Linked DNA regions of Mus musculus: region 2 is linked to region 1. A link is a contact called in public Hi-C data. All regions are on one chromosome and are shown on one strand. The core of a region is the stretch at or near the end of the contact, and the rest is flanking DNA. Distances in the headings are between cores, read along the strand shown.

Region 1 (6,415 bases), core at 2,390-4,889:
TAACAGCACTAGAGTAATTGCCTTCTTGTAGATTTGTTTCCACATAGCAGAAATGAACTATAATAGATTTTTCTCCATGATTGTCTATAAGTTTATATGTGCCCAGGGCCCATCTCCAACATGAGATAAAGTACATGCCCTACAGATGTCACAACATCACAGAGAGCAACACAGAACACGGAAGTGACTGGTGGCTTGAAGACAGCATAGATGGCTTTTGATCAACAGAGCCTTATTTCTGGTTTCCCACTCTATAATGTTACGAAGGCAATTAACTTTGAATTCTGATCCTTTCTTGGGTGAGATATATTGGGCGTGCTACTTTTGTGGATCTTGGCAGAAGGAGTGAGATCTAGAAGCCAGTCAGCCACATGATCTCAAGGGTGACCACCCATGCACAGCAGCACAGCTCTGCTAAGCTATGATGTGGCGCATGTTGGGTGTGTTAAGGGGTATTTTAGACAACAGCATTTTCAACTTCTGACCACATCACATGTCGGGAAGCATCCGTACGGATAAAACTAAATCCGGGGGCCCTTGTTGGTTGTGTAAGAGAGGAAACATGTTGTTTGCAAAACCAAGAGTCTTATTATGTTGATATTTGGTCGTAAATCAAGAAACACTGGAGAAGTCACAACACATCCTTACACCCACTGACTGATGTGGGAAAAGAGTGCTGCAGAATTAGCTGTCTGTCCTGGAAAGGATTAGGATTGTCATCACACTCTTTCTGGGTACCAAAACCTTTATTCATTTATGCCTTTGTGACGCTGGAGCCCAGGGTCTCACACATGCTCAGCAGGTGCTCCAGGACTGAACTACAAAGCCCAGCCCAGAACTAAAGTCATGATTCTGTGCAAGCTTGAGAACTAGAAAGATCATGCAAGGTTAACTAGTGTGCAGACCCCTTTGCAACTGTGAGCTGCTCGAAGAATCCCTCTAGCCTCCTGGCTAAGTTGAATTTTGTGATTGTTCAATACGTACATGTAAATGCACCTGGTTTGTGAAAATAAGGATGGGGCGGGGGAATCATCTCTGAATTTGCAACTCTGAATATTTAGAGGTTGGGTGCAATTCAAAACTCCTGTTTTGAATTAGAAGGTGGTCTTGGGGTACAACCCAGGTTTACTCCCTGGAAGCTTTAGAATGTCTTGCCATGATTCCTCACCTCTCTGGCTCTCCTCCAGTCCTGTCCTATTTCTACTCTCCTCTCTTCTCCCCTTTTCTCTCCTCTCTTCTCCTCCCCCTCCTCTTTCTCCCCTCCTCTCTAGCTCTTCTTCCCTTACCTCCCCTCTCCTCCCCTCCCCTATTCTTTCTTCTCTCTCTTCCCTTCTCCTTTTCCCTCCTCTTTCTCCTCTCCTCTCTAGCTCTCCCCTTCCTTCCCCTCCCTTCTCCTCACTTTCCCTCCCTTCCCTCCCCTCCCCTGCCCCTCAGTGGAAATCCACAGAGAAATTTCTTCTTCTCTTAAAGAATCAACCACTTGTAAGTGTATTAATGAAGACTGATGGAAAGATTAATGCTTTTAAAAACTGAAGGCATTTTTAAATCGAAATACATCTGCATGATTAATAAGTTTAGTGGACTTTAAAGCTACTTTTGAATATCAATTACTCTCAGCATATCCCCCAAAGGTCACTAGGGAAAAGAGTCACAGCCCACTTTCCAGAGCAACAAGGCAGGCCCAGCAGTGTCTGCTGTACACCAGGATGAATTTTCCCTTACAAATATGCGAAGCAAGCAGAGCTGGAAAGCTCACCCAGGAGAATGTGTCTTTGAAGGAAATCATCTCCGCATGCCCAGGGAAGTGCTGGTGGGCTTTGTTTGTGCTGCCCCAGAACAGGGACCTTTCACAAAGGCACTGTTTTTCAAAGAACAACAAAAGCTGCTATTTTAAACTTGGGGGCTTGAGATGGTATCTGGACCATTTACACAAACAAGTGCTGGCTGATTGACATCTAACCCCAGTGTTTGCCTACTCTGGCTTCCAAGTAAAGCAAAGGGAGAGAGGGATTTTCATCTGGTTGCTCTCTAAGCCACCGCAGAGGAATTCTTAGGCAGCATTTCACTTTGCAGCGTGGGCAAAACACACTGCTAGCAATCCCTTAAACGTGGACAAGTGCGTGTATGCATGTGAGTGTGTGTGTGTGTGTGTGTGTGTGTGTGTGTGTGTGTGCGCGCGCGCGCGCGCGCGCGCACATTATCCCTGCTATTGCTATCATTCTATGGCTGCATGATTTTAAGTAGGATACCTGGCTCAAGAATGTGCTTCATAGTTAAGCTCATAAGGTCCCCAAGTTCCAGTGTCCCCATTTGTAAACTAGGCATGGTAGCCATAGTACCAGAACCCCAGAAGGACATTGTCAGTAGTGGGAGGGGCTGGCAGGCCATCCCGGAGCTCATACACTCCCCATCTCTCCAAGCCTCCCAGCCCCCCTGCTCTGACAACACCTTGAAGTTGTAGTCCTCTCTGAACATGAAACTCTTCTAGGTTCAATTTCAAACAAACAAACAAACAAAGGCAACGGCACCACTTTGGCCTGGGCATTACGGATGAAGATGATGACGACCCCACAACAATACTAATAGGAGGAGTGAATTCCAATATAAACCATCTTCACGGTCTCCCAGTGCTTTCTTTCAGAATACACGCATGCGTCACTAAATTTAGACAGAGAAAAGTCTTTTTTTTTTTTTTTTTTCGAGACAGGGTTTCTCTGTGTAGCCCTGGCTGTCCTGGAACTCTGCAAAGCAAGACAGACAACCGGGAGTCCCCAGGAGGCAAATTTCTCCCCAGTAGGAATGTCATTTGAAAAAAACAAAACCCTAAATCTTTCCAGGAAACCAAAACACAGCCAAGTGTGCTCAGCAGGAGGCCAGAATAAAATTTCTACCTTCCAGACTTAAAATGAAGTTTTAAATGAAGGAAACATTTGCCATGACTGTCCGTGACCAGCTGGGTCTCTTTATTAAAAATAATTTCCCATGTCACAGTCTGCAAAGGGGGGAAGCGGAAAGTGGAGGGGAGGGGCTCGGGGAGCGAGCGTACTCTTGGGTCTTTCCAAGCAGGGTGTCACCCCTGAGTGTGCACCCTTAAGCCCTAGGAGAGAAGGAAATCCGAGCCTGAGCACACAGCAGTTTTCCTTAGACAGGCCAGAAGGCTTAGAGTTCAGCCCTGCCTGGTGGGGGAAGGGAACAGACCAAGTTCCACTGTCCTACTCCACTGTTAGAAAAACAAATAAAGAAAAGCCACTAACCTTGCCTCGGGTCTGGGAAGCGAACCGGCCAGGGCTGAGTTTGTCTCCCGTGGCAAAAAGCCCCAAAATTAATAAGCTGAGCCACGATCGAGAGCTTGGCCAGCCAGCTCCCCCGAGCACATGGCATGGTTCAGTTGTTGGGGAGAAGAAAAGTTTTAAAAGTTTTAGCTCTCAGCTGCAGATATCCAGTCCTCGCCTGTGTCCGCACAGAAAGACGCCCGAGAACATGGTCCAAGCATGGGAAGGGAGCGGCCCGCAAGCTGACCAGGAGGCTCTAGTGGCTTTTTGAAGCCGATGGGACCAGAGAGCTTTTATTCTCTCCCTGTCCTGAAAGGGGAGTGAATGAGCTGACAGCTTCTTCTTCCTGCGGGCCAGAGCATGGACTGGGTCAGAGCCAAGGGGCTCAGCCCACCCCAGATCCCCACCCCTCTGCTTCCCCACCCGACAGGCCTCCAGCCAGCTAACACATTTTCCTTGGGGACGCCCTCCTCCCTCAAGCTCCTCCCTCCGGGCTCAGAGCCTGGGCATGCGGGCCAAATAGGGGAGACCCTAGACAGCTGGCCAGGAAGAAACTAGAGTAAGAGCCGTCAGAGGCTCCTAGGACAACACGCCCCCCCCCCCATCTCCTTTACACAGGATGAAATGTACTTACAAATAGTGAGTTATGGGCCAGAGGGGACCCTACTCAGCATCCTTCTTAGCTCCTCCCAGACCCTGAATGTACCCTATTCTGTCAAGACTCCCCACCCTCTAGCAACCTCTGTGCTCTTCTTCCAGGGCAGGCTAAGATTTCCACTTAACAACTAATAAGCAATTTTTTTCTCTTTGCCAAGTCACACAGGAAATGATCCAAGCTAATCTGCTGTCTTGACCCTGGACAAGTCTCTTCCTCTGCAGGAAGGGGTACGTGGATCAAATGCTTGAGAGGCCTTCTGTGGCTATAGGTCAGTGCCTGCTTTCTTTTCAAATCCTACCCTCTCTCTGTAATACCTCCACCAGCAGCACACTAGCAACATGCAGAAAGATTTCAGCCCCAACAGGGGAAGGCCTTGAGCATAGGCAGTGGCAGCTGCAGCAGTGTGTGTGTGTGTGTGTGTGTGTGTGTGTGTGTGTGTGTGTGTGTGTGTGTATGAGTGTGTGTGTGTATATGTGTGTGTATGAGTGTGTGTGTGTATGTGTGTGTGGTGTGTATGTGTGTGTGTGTGGTGTGTGTGTGTGTATGTGTGTGTATGTGTGTGGTGTGTGTGTATGTATGTGTGTGTGGTGTGTGTATGTGTGTGTGTGGTGTGTATGTGTATGTATGTGTGTATGTGTGTGTGTATGTGTGTGTATGTGTGTGTGTGTATGTGTGTGTGTGGTGTGTGTGTGTGTATGTGTGTGTGTATGTGTGTGTATGTGTGTGGTGTGTGTGTGTATATGTGTGTATGTGTGTGTGTGGTGTGTGTGTGGTGTGTGTGTGTATATGTGTGTGTGTATGTGTGTGTGGTATGTGTGTGTGGTGTGTGTGTGTGGTGTGTGTGTGTGTATGTATGTATATGTGTGTGTGGTGTGTATGTGTGTGTGTGTGGTGTGTATGTGTGTGTGGTATGTGTGGTGTGTGTGTGTGTGTGTGTGTGTGTGTGTGTGTGTATGTGTGTGTGTTTGGAGTATCCATTCAGATACTCACTTTCTCCTCATTGAGAGAATGTCACAGAGCAGGAGTTACCAGGCATCTTGAGAATGATCCAGGATAACCCAGCCAAAATTCTTTACCTCTGGGTTGAAACAAACACCCCCCACCCCCCAGCCCCCCCGCCGCCCTTATTCCATTCAGAAGGAATTTGGCCTCATGTATGGAGGGCTCTTTGGCTGACAGCCAATCACACACCTTCAGCAAGATGTCTGGCTACTAGGTGATCTTGCATTGGGTCAGGGCAGCCACACCATCCCCAGGGACCCAAAATGCAAGGCCCTAGATGGAAAGCCCAAAGGACTCCACACTGGGAAACATAGCTATCAAGACTTTCTGAGGGACACTGGCTCCTGTGTTTTGCTAGTGGAAATTTACAAACTTACTGTCTTAAAACAACACAGATTTATTGTCTTAAGTTCTGAAGATCTGCAACAGAATTCACTGGGCTGAAATCAAGAAGCTGCATTCCTTTCTGGCTGTCTTAAAATCTATTCTCTGGCCTCTTTCAGCTTCAACCTCCTGGAATTCTCTAGCTCCCAGCTCTTCTTCCCCATCTTCGAAGCCAGCAATGGCTGGTTGACTCTTGCCCATGTAATGTTTCTCTGTCTCTTTTCTATTTTCCCCCTCGTCGGCCTTTCCAAGAACACTTCCCATCACCCTCATCAGGGATCGTCTCTGGAGTTGACTAACATCTCTGATTCTACCTGCAACCTTCAGCTCTCCTGGCCATGTAGTATAGCCATGATGTAGTAGTTATGACATAGTATGTCATGATAAGGAAGACAGGGAACTGAGTCACCTACCCTCTATTCCTATCACATATAGAAGGTAGCAAGTTCACATCCTGAGCCAAAATCGATGAAATTTAGTAGGCACCATTAGCTGCCAGATATGCATTTATGAGGTCATTTAAAAACACTTTGAGCTGATCTCTGTGTTGCATATTCTCTTAGTTCTCTCTCTCTCTCTCTCTCTCTCTCTCTCTCTCTCTCTCTCTCTCTCTCACACACACACACACACACACACACACATACACACACCCCTCATACACATATACACATACCTTTTACTCCTCTCTCTCTTCTTCATTTTCTTTTTCTTTTTTTTTATTTATTTTATTGGGTATTTATTTCATTTACATTTCCAATGCTATCCCAAAAGTCCCCCACCCACCCACTCCCACGTCTTGGCCCTGTCGTTCCTCTGTACTGAGGCATATAAAGTTTGCACGACCAATGGGCCTCTCTGTCCACTGATGGCTGACTAGGCCATCTTCTGATTCATATGCAGCTAGAGACACGAGCTCCGGGCATTTTCTTTTTCTTTTAAGAGCAAACAGATGTTTTCTGAAGACCAAAAATCTCTACTGGCTCCCATGTCCTGGATAGCTGGAATAGAGATTTGTTTCTGAAACAAGAAGTCAAAGCACTCTTATGTCAAGGCTGAGCCGCTGAATTCTGGCTTTGCAGATTAACTACTTCAACTCTAT
Region 2 (6,415 bases), core at 2,174-4,673, 110 kb before region 1:
AGGACTCCATTGAGCAGGACGTGGAGACGGTGCCTGCTGCTATATGGAAAGGTAGTCTCCCGTTCTCTGTAAATAGAGAGACGCTGGCAAGGTTTGAGGCCTTGAAAAAATGCAGTTCAGAGCCAGTATGAGTGTGTGAGTTATGAGCCACTGGTAAAGGAAAGTAACTCTTTTAATAATTTATATGCTTAAATACCCAAGCGTGGTAGTTAATTTTGATTGTTAACTTCCCTGGATCTAGAGTCGCCTAAGAGGCAAGCCCTTGGGTAAGACTGTGAGTCTTTGATTATGTAATTTGGAGTAAGAAAATAAACTCTAACTATGGAAGACAATATTCTCTGGGCCGGGCTCCTGGACTGAGTAAAGAGGAGAGAGCAGGCTGAGCACAGCTGTTCAGTGGTCCCTGATCCTTGATTGTGACCACAAGGTATTCCGCTGCCTCGTGTTCCTGCTGCTGTCTTTCCTCCTCATAATGAACTACACCTTCAACCTGAAAGCCAACAGCATGCCCCTTAGTTGTTTTTGGTCTGATGCTTTGTTATAGCTAAAAGAAAAATAACTACCACACTAACACATCAACTTTTACCAAATATTGTAAAAAGATTTTTTTTCCTATGAGCAAAAGGTCCATTTTGAAGTTTCAAACAGAAGTCATGGAGCACAGGGCTTATTTCTCCACCAAGATGTTTTCTTTTTAAAACTCCTTTATTGTCCATACCAAGGTAGGAGGGCAGCCTTTCAGTGACAGCTTTGGATCTAGTAGAATATGTGTGTACAAAGGGAATATATACAATGTTTGCCCAAAGCTGTAGAAAGAGCCTATCCATAATACTAAGTATGAATATCATATAAGGCCACTTACATGTATTTGTGTGTGTCCCTGTGCATGTCCCTGTGTGTGTGCGTGTGCATGTATGTATGTGTGTGTGTGTGTGAGAGAGAGAGAGAGAGAGAGAGAGGAGAGGAGAGAGAGAGAGATGAGAGATAGGGAGAGAGAAACAGGGAGAAAGAGACAGAGAGACAGAGAGACAGACAGAGACAGAAAATGAGAGAAAGACAGAGAGACAGAAACTGAGACAGAGAGATTTCCTGTTTAGATGAAAACGTAGGTGGAAGAAAGAACCACAGAGTCTGTTTCTCAGACTCCTCTGAATCTTTTTCTCGTGTTCTATTTGCTTTATCATCTGGTTAAAATACAGAGCTTAAATGCCTAACTTAACCTTTCCTCTAGAACCCTGCTCCTTTGCCCTAACCACTAATATGGTAAATTAACATGTATAGTCTTACTTTATATAATGTGATAGGAATATACACTAAAAGCATTTTTTCTTAAAACTATTCAGAAAACGAAAACTTCTTAGCTTAGTAAAAAGGCAGGCAGAGTGAGCAAGTGTTTGAGAGCCCTGGTGGGAAATCTGCATACACAGTCCGGTCCACATTCAGCTGTGAATGCCTCCGGCTAGCTTTCAAGTTAATTTGTGTGTGTGTGTGTGTGTGTGTGTGTGTGTGTGTGCATCATTACAAGTATATAATTTAAAGGCTTGGGACATTACTATGAGGCATGAAGGTCATTTATAGAGATGCAGCTCAATGCCACAATACAATAAATGGACATTTGTCATTATTCACATCAACAAATTCTTTTCCCCTCTCCTTGATGTCTCGTTTTCTTCCTTCACAGTAAAGTGGATACGACATGGTCACATACAAAGCACAGATGTTTCTCCTGCCTCATCCCCACAACCCTGATCATTCAGATTTACTTAGACATGGTCCTTCTCAAGTGCCTCAGAAAGGTATGTGTGGTAATGAAACAAGATGGCCCACCCCAGGAAAGAAAAACGCTAGAGTGTTGTGGTCTGGGACAGAGTGTGTAGTGATTCACCCTTGGTCATTTTTAATAGTGTGAGTTTGAGTGATTTATTCACCTTCTGAAAGCCTCAATTTTCTTAGCGTAAAGTGATAATAATAGTGTCTTCTCAGGGTAGCTATGCATCCTAAACAAGAACAAAGAGGGATTTGCATCCTAATAAGTACCTAGCCAAACACCAGCCAACCAAGCGAACAAACAAAACAAAACAAAACAAAACCCTGGCAATCAGCCTAAAATAGACACAACTCAGCCAGTGGGTATGGCTGTAGCACCTTATACTCCAGGCAAAATCCAAGGTAGCTCTGTACTGTGGAAGTCCATTGGCTTCAGTATTGGCAGTTGACATCCCTGTGAGGGAGTTCCCAAGAACAGCTGCTAATGACATTTTGTCAGCCACGATCACCCAGGCCAAGGGGTTATCCAGAACCTCTGAGCATGAATGATTGAGGTTGGCTTGTACTGAACGTTCTCATTTCCTCCCTTTCATAGAAAAGCACTGAGCCACGGCCATGTGCATTTGTTCACCTGAGGTAACAGAGCTGATGATTCATACTCGGGATTTATGCCCAGATCCAGGATACTAAAGCCTAGATATCGACACAGACACAGGCACGGGCACGGGCACGGGCACGGGCACGGGCACGGGCACGGGCACACACACACGAACAGGCACAGGCACAGCACAGGCACAGGCACAGGCAGAGCACAGGCACAGGCACAGGCAGAGCACAGGCAGAGCACAGGCACATACACACGAACAGGCACAGGCACAGCACAGCACAGGCACAGGCACAGGCATAGGCACACACACAGGCACAGGCACACGCACACGCACACGCGCACACACACAGGCACAGGCAGAGCACAGGCACAGCACAGGCACAGACACACGCACAGGCACAGGCACAGGCACAGCACAGGCACACATACAGGCACAGGCACACGCACACACACACGCGCACACACACAGGCACAGGCAGAGCACAGGCACAGCACAGGCACACACACACGAGCAGGCACAGGCACAGGCACAGGCACAGCACAGGCACACACACACGAACAGGCACAGGCACAGCACAGGCACAGACACACGCACAGGCACAGGCACAGGCACAGGCACAGCACAGGCACAGGCACACAGGCACACACACAGGCACAGGCACACGCACACGCGCACACACACAGGCACAGGCAGAGCACAGGCACAGGCACAGGCACAGCACAGGCACAGCACAGGCACAGGCACAGGCACACACACATCACATGCCACACAGCAGTACATATACAGAGACACACTCATCACACAGTTCTTAGCACCCGAAGCAAACTGAGCCGAAAGGGAAGGAGATGCCAACAAGCTGAGGCCCACCAGTAGCCAAGGCTGTGGTTGGCCTCCTTTCTGTCCTGCCTGTATTCACAGGACATGTTCTCAGCTGTTAGCAATCTGTGAAGCAAACCCTCTCAATGACTCAAGAGACAGGGCCATCCATCTGCCATCACCAGTGCTTTGGAACAAAGGCTGTCTGTCTGGGTCAGGGGAGAAGACACTGCTCTGTACAGCCACTCTTGGGAATCATATCAGCTAAGGACAGAAGCCCAAGCCGTGCAGAAGAGCAGTGCTAGTCGCATGCTAGCCAACCTAGGAAATGTTCAGCTTCTGTCTGTTGTAACTGCATTGAGACCCAGCTACCTGAGTTTTTGAATAATAGTTACAGATTTTAAAGTGTTTACACACTATTAACATTTCCTGCATATTTGACTTATTGCACTAAAGCATGTGTGGCACTTTGAATCCTGTATAAAAACTCAAACCTGTATGTCTTAGGCAGGGTTTCTATTTTTGCACAAACATCATGACCAAGAAGCAAGTTGGGGAGGAAAGGGTTTATTCAGCTTACACTTCCCACATTGCTGTTCATCACCAAAGGAAGTCAGGACTGGAACTCAAGCAGGTCAGAGAGCAGGAGCTGATGCAGAAGCCATGGAGGGATGTTCTTTACTGGCTTGCTTCCCCTAGCTTACTCAGCTTGTTTTCTTATAGAACCTAGGACTACCAGCCCAGGGATGGCACCACCCACAATGGGTCCTCCCCTCTTGATCACTAATTGAGAAAATTCCTTACAGCTGGATCTCATTGAGGCACTTCCCCAACGAAGCTCCTTTCTCTGTGATAACTCCAGCTTTTGTCAAGTTAACACACAAAACCAGCCAGTACACTGTGTAAAATTTTTTATTGGATATTTTCTTTATTTACATTTCAAATGCTATCCCCTTTCCCAGTCTCCCCCCTCAGAAATTCCCTATCTTATCCCCTCCCCCAGCTTCTATGAGGGTGTTCACCCACTCCTGCCTCCCCACCCTGAGATTCCCCTACACTGGGGTATCAAGCCTTCACAGGACCAAGGGCCTCCCATTAATGCCCAACAAGACCAACCTCTGCTACATATTTGGCTGGAGCCATGGATCTCTCCATGTGTACTCTTTGGTTGGTGTTTTAGTCCCTGGGAGCTCTGGAGGGGGGGGGTGGTCTTGTTGGTTGATATTGTTGTTCTTCCTATGGGGTTGCAATCCCCTTCAGCTCCTTCAGTCCTTTCTCTAACTCCTCCATTGGGGACCCTGTGCTCAGTCCAATGGTTGACTGTGAACATCTGCCTCTGTATTTGTCAGCTCTGGCAGAGCCTCTCAGGAGACAGCTATAACAGGCTCCTTTCTGCAAGTACTTCTTGGTATCCACAATAGTGTCTGGGTTTGGTGACTGGGGATGGATCCCCAGGTGGGACAGTCTCTAAATGGCCTTTCCTTTAGTCTCTGCTCCGCATTTTGTCTCTGTATTTTCTCCCACAAGTATTTTGTTCTCTCTTCTAAGAAGGATAGAAGCATCCACGCTTTGGTCTTCACTCTTCTTGAGCTTCATATGGTCTGTGAATTGTATCTTAGATATTCTGAGCTTTTGGGCTAATATCCACTTATGAGTGAATGCATACCATGTATGTTCTTTTATGACTGGTTTACCTGAATCAGGATGATATTTTCTAGTTCCATCCATTTGCTTAAGAATTTCTTGAAGTCATTGTTTTTAATAGCTGAGTAGTACTCCATTGTGCAAATGTACCACATTTTCTGTATCCATTCCTCTGTTGAAGGACATCTGGGTTCTCTCCAGCTTCTGGCTGTTATAAATAAGGCTGCTATGAACATTTAATTGGGACTAGCTCACAAGTTCAAAGGTTTAGTCCATGGCAGCACACAGCCAGACATGGTAGGAGAGAGGTAGCTGAGAGTTCTCCATACAGAATGGCAGGCAAAGAGAGACACTTGCCTGATTTGAGCAGTTGAAAACCCAAAGCCCACCCAACAAAGACATACTTTCTCCAACAAGGCCACACCTCCTCCAACAAAGCCAAATCTTCTAATTCCTGTCAAGTATTGCCACTCTGTAGTGAGCAAGTATTCAAAACTATGAACCTATGGAGGCCATTCCTATTCAAACCAAAATGGGACCATTTAAAAATGTAAAATCCACTCTTTTCTATAAGACAGTATAAAACAAGTACCATGCAGAATTCAGGCTCTAGATATTTTCAGCCTTAATTTCAACTAGTCCCAACCCAAAGCCCTCCTCTGAAAGACAAACTTACCTAACAATCTAATCATCTTAGCTTCCTGATATTAGGGAGGTCATCCCATATCAAGTACAGATGATGAAATACAACTGGAGTGCTAGATGGTTCCAAGGACAGGGAACCTCTTCTCCAGCATGTGCTGTACTGCAACACCCCAGGGCCATCCTTGTCACTATAAATTACATGTTCTATACGGGTTGATGATGTTGGAAACTGATGCTTTACTTCATCTTCCCGACCAGGAACATTAAAAATTATTGGTTTATCTCAAACTCCTTTTACAAAGCCAGCATCACTCTTATACCAAAGCCAAATTAAAATACAACAGAAAAAGAGAACTGAACACCAATATCTGATGGACACAGGTGCAAAATTTCTCAACAAGTTACTAGTGAACTGAAAATAGGCGAATAGCAAAAAGGTTGGTCACTGTGCAAGTTGACTTTATCTCACAGATGTAGGAATGATTCAACAGATGCAAATCCATCAATTAAATAAACAATAGCAATAAAGACAGAAATCACATGATCATCTCAGTAGATGCAGGAAAGGTCTTTGACAAAATACAATATCCGTTCGTGATAAAAGTCCTAGTGAGAACAGAATTGAAGGGAATATACATCAACATAATAGAGGCAAACTATGACACATCCACAGCCATTTTCATCATGCATGCAGAAAAATCTTAAAGTAACATGATCAACAACTGACAAATGAGTTCTCATAAAACCAAAAAGCATCTGGACACCAAATTTAATAGTTCGTCGAGTATAAAGGCAGCTCACAGGATGGGAGAAAATCTTTGATAGCTAGACATAAGTAGAAGATTATTATCTAGATTCATAAATTTATAAAGAACATCCCTTTAAAAAGACCAATACATCAAGAAAATCTTACAGATCTGAAAAGAGAGTTCTTA

Evidence for each region. A called contact is a pair of places that touch in the nucleus more often than the background predicts.
Region 2: a contact with region 1 is called in a Hi-C map of muscle stem cells, with 2.0 times the contacts expected there. The contact joins the enhancer-like site here to the promoter of Adamts12 in region 1. A contact is called at or near these places in 3 of 484 Hi-C or Micro-C datasets (muscle stem cells, stem cell-derived neural stem cells and uterus), 1 of 115 datasets of contacts at active chromatin or transcription factors (stem cell-derived neural progenitor cells) and 1 of 9 other capture datasets (adipose tissue).

Annotation. Positions count from the first base shown.
Region 1 is chr15:11,061,997-11,068,411 of GRCm38.p6, reverse strand. Adamts12 (a disintegrin-like and metallopeptidase (reprolysin type) with thrombospondin type 1 motif, 12) reads right to left here and starts at 3,639. Exons shown (of 24, transcript NM_175501.3): 1 at 3,255-3,639. The coding sequence starts at 3,381.
Region 2 is chr15:11,171,044-11,177,458 of GRCm38.p6, reverse strand. All of the region lies in intron 3 of Adamts12 (a disintegrin-like and metallopeptidase (reprolysin type) with thrombospondin type 1 motif, 12), which reads right to left. Among named protein-coding and RNA genes, the nearest start is that of Adamts12, 110 kb to the right of the region's middle. Within about 2 kb of position 3,423, at least 19 of the 459 cell types and tissues checked have an H3K27ac peak or open chromatin away from gene starts, as enhancers often do. A contact at or near this core is called in muscle stem cells, where this site is marked.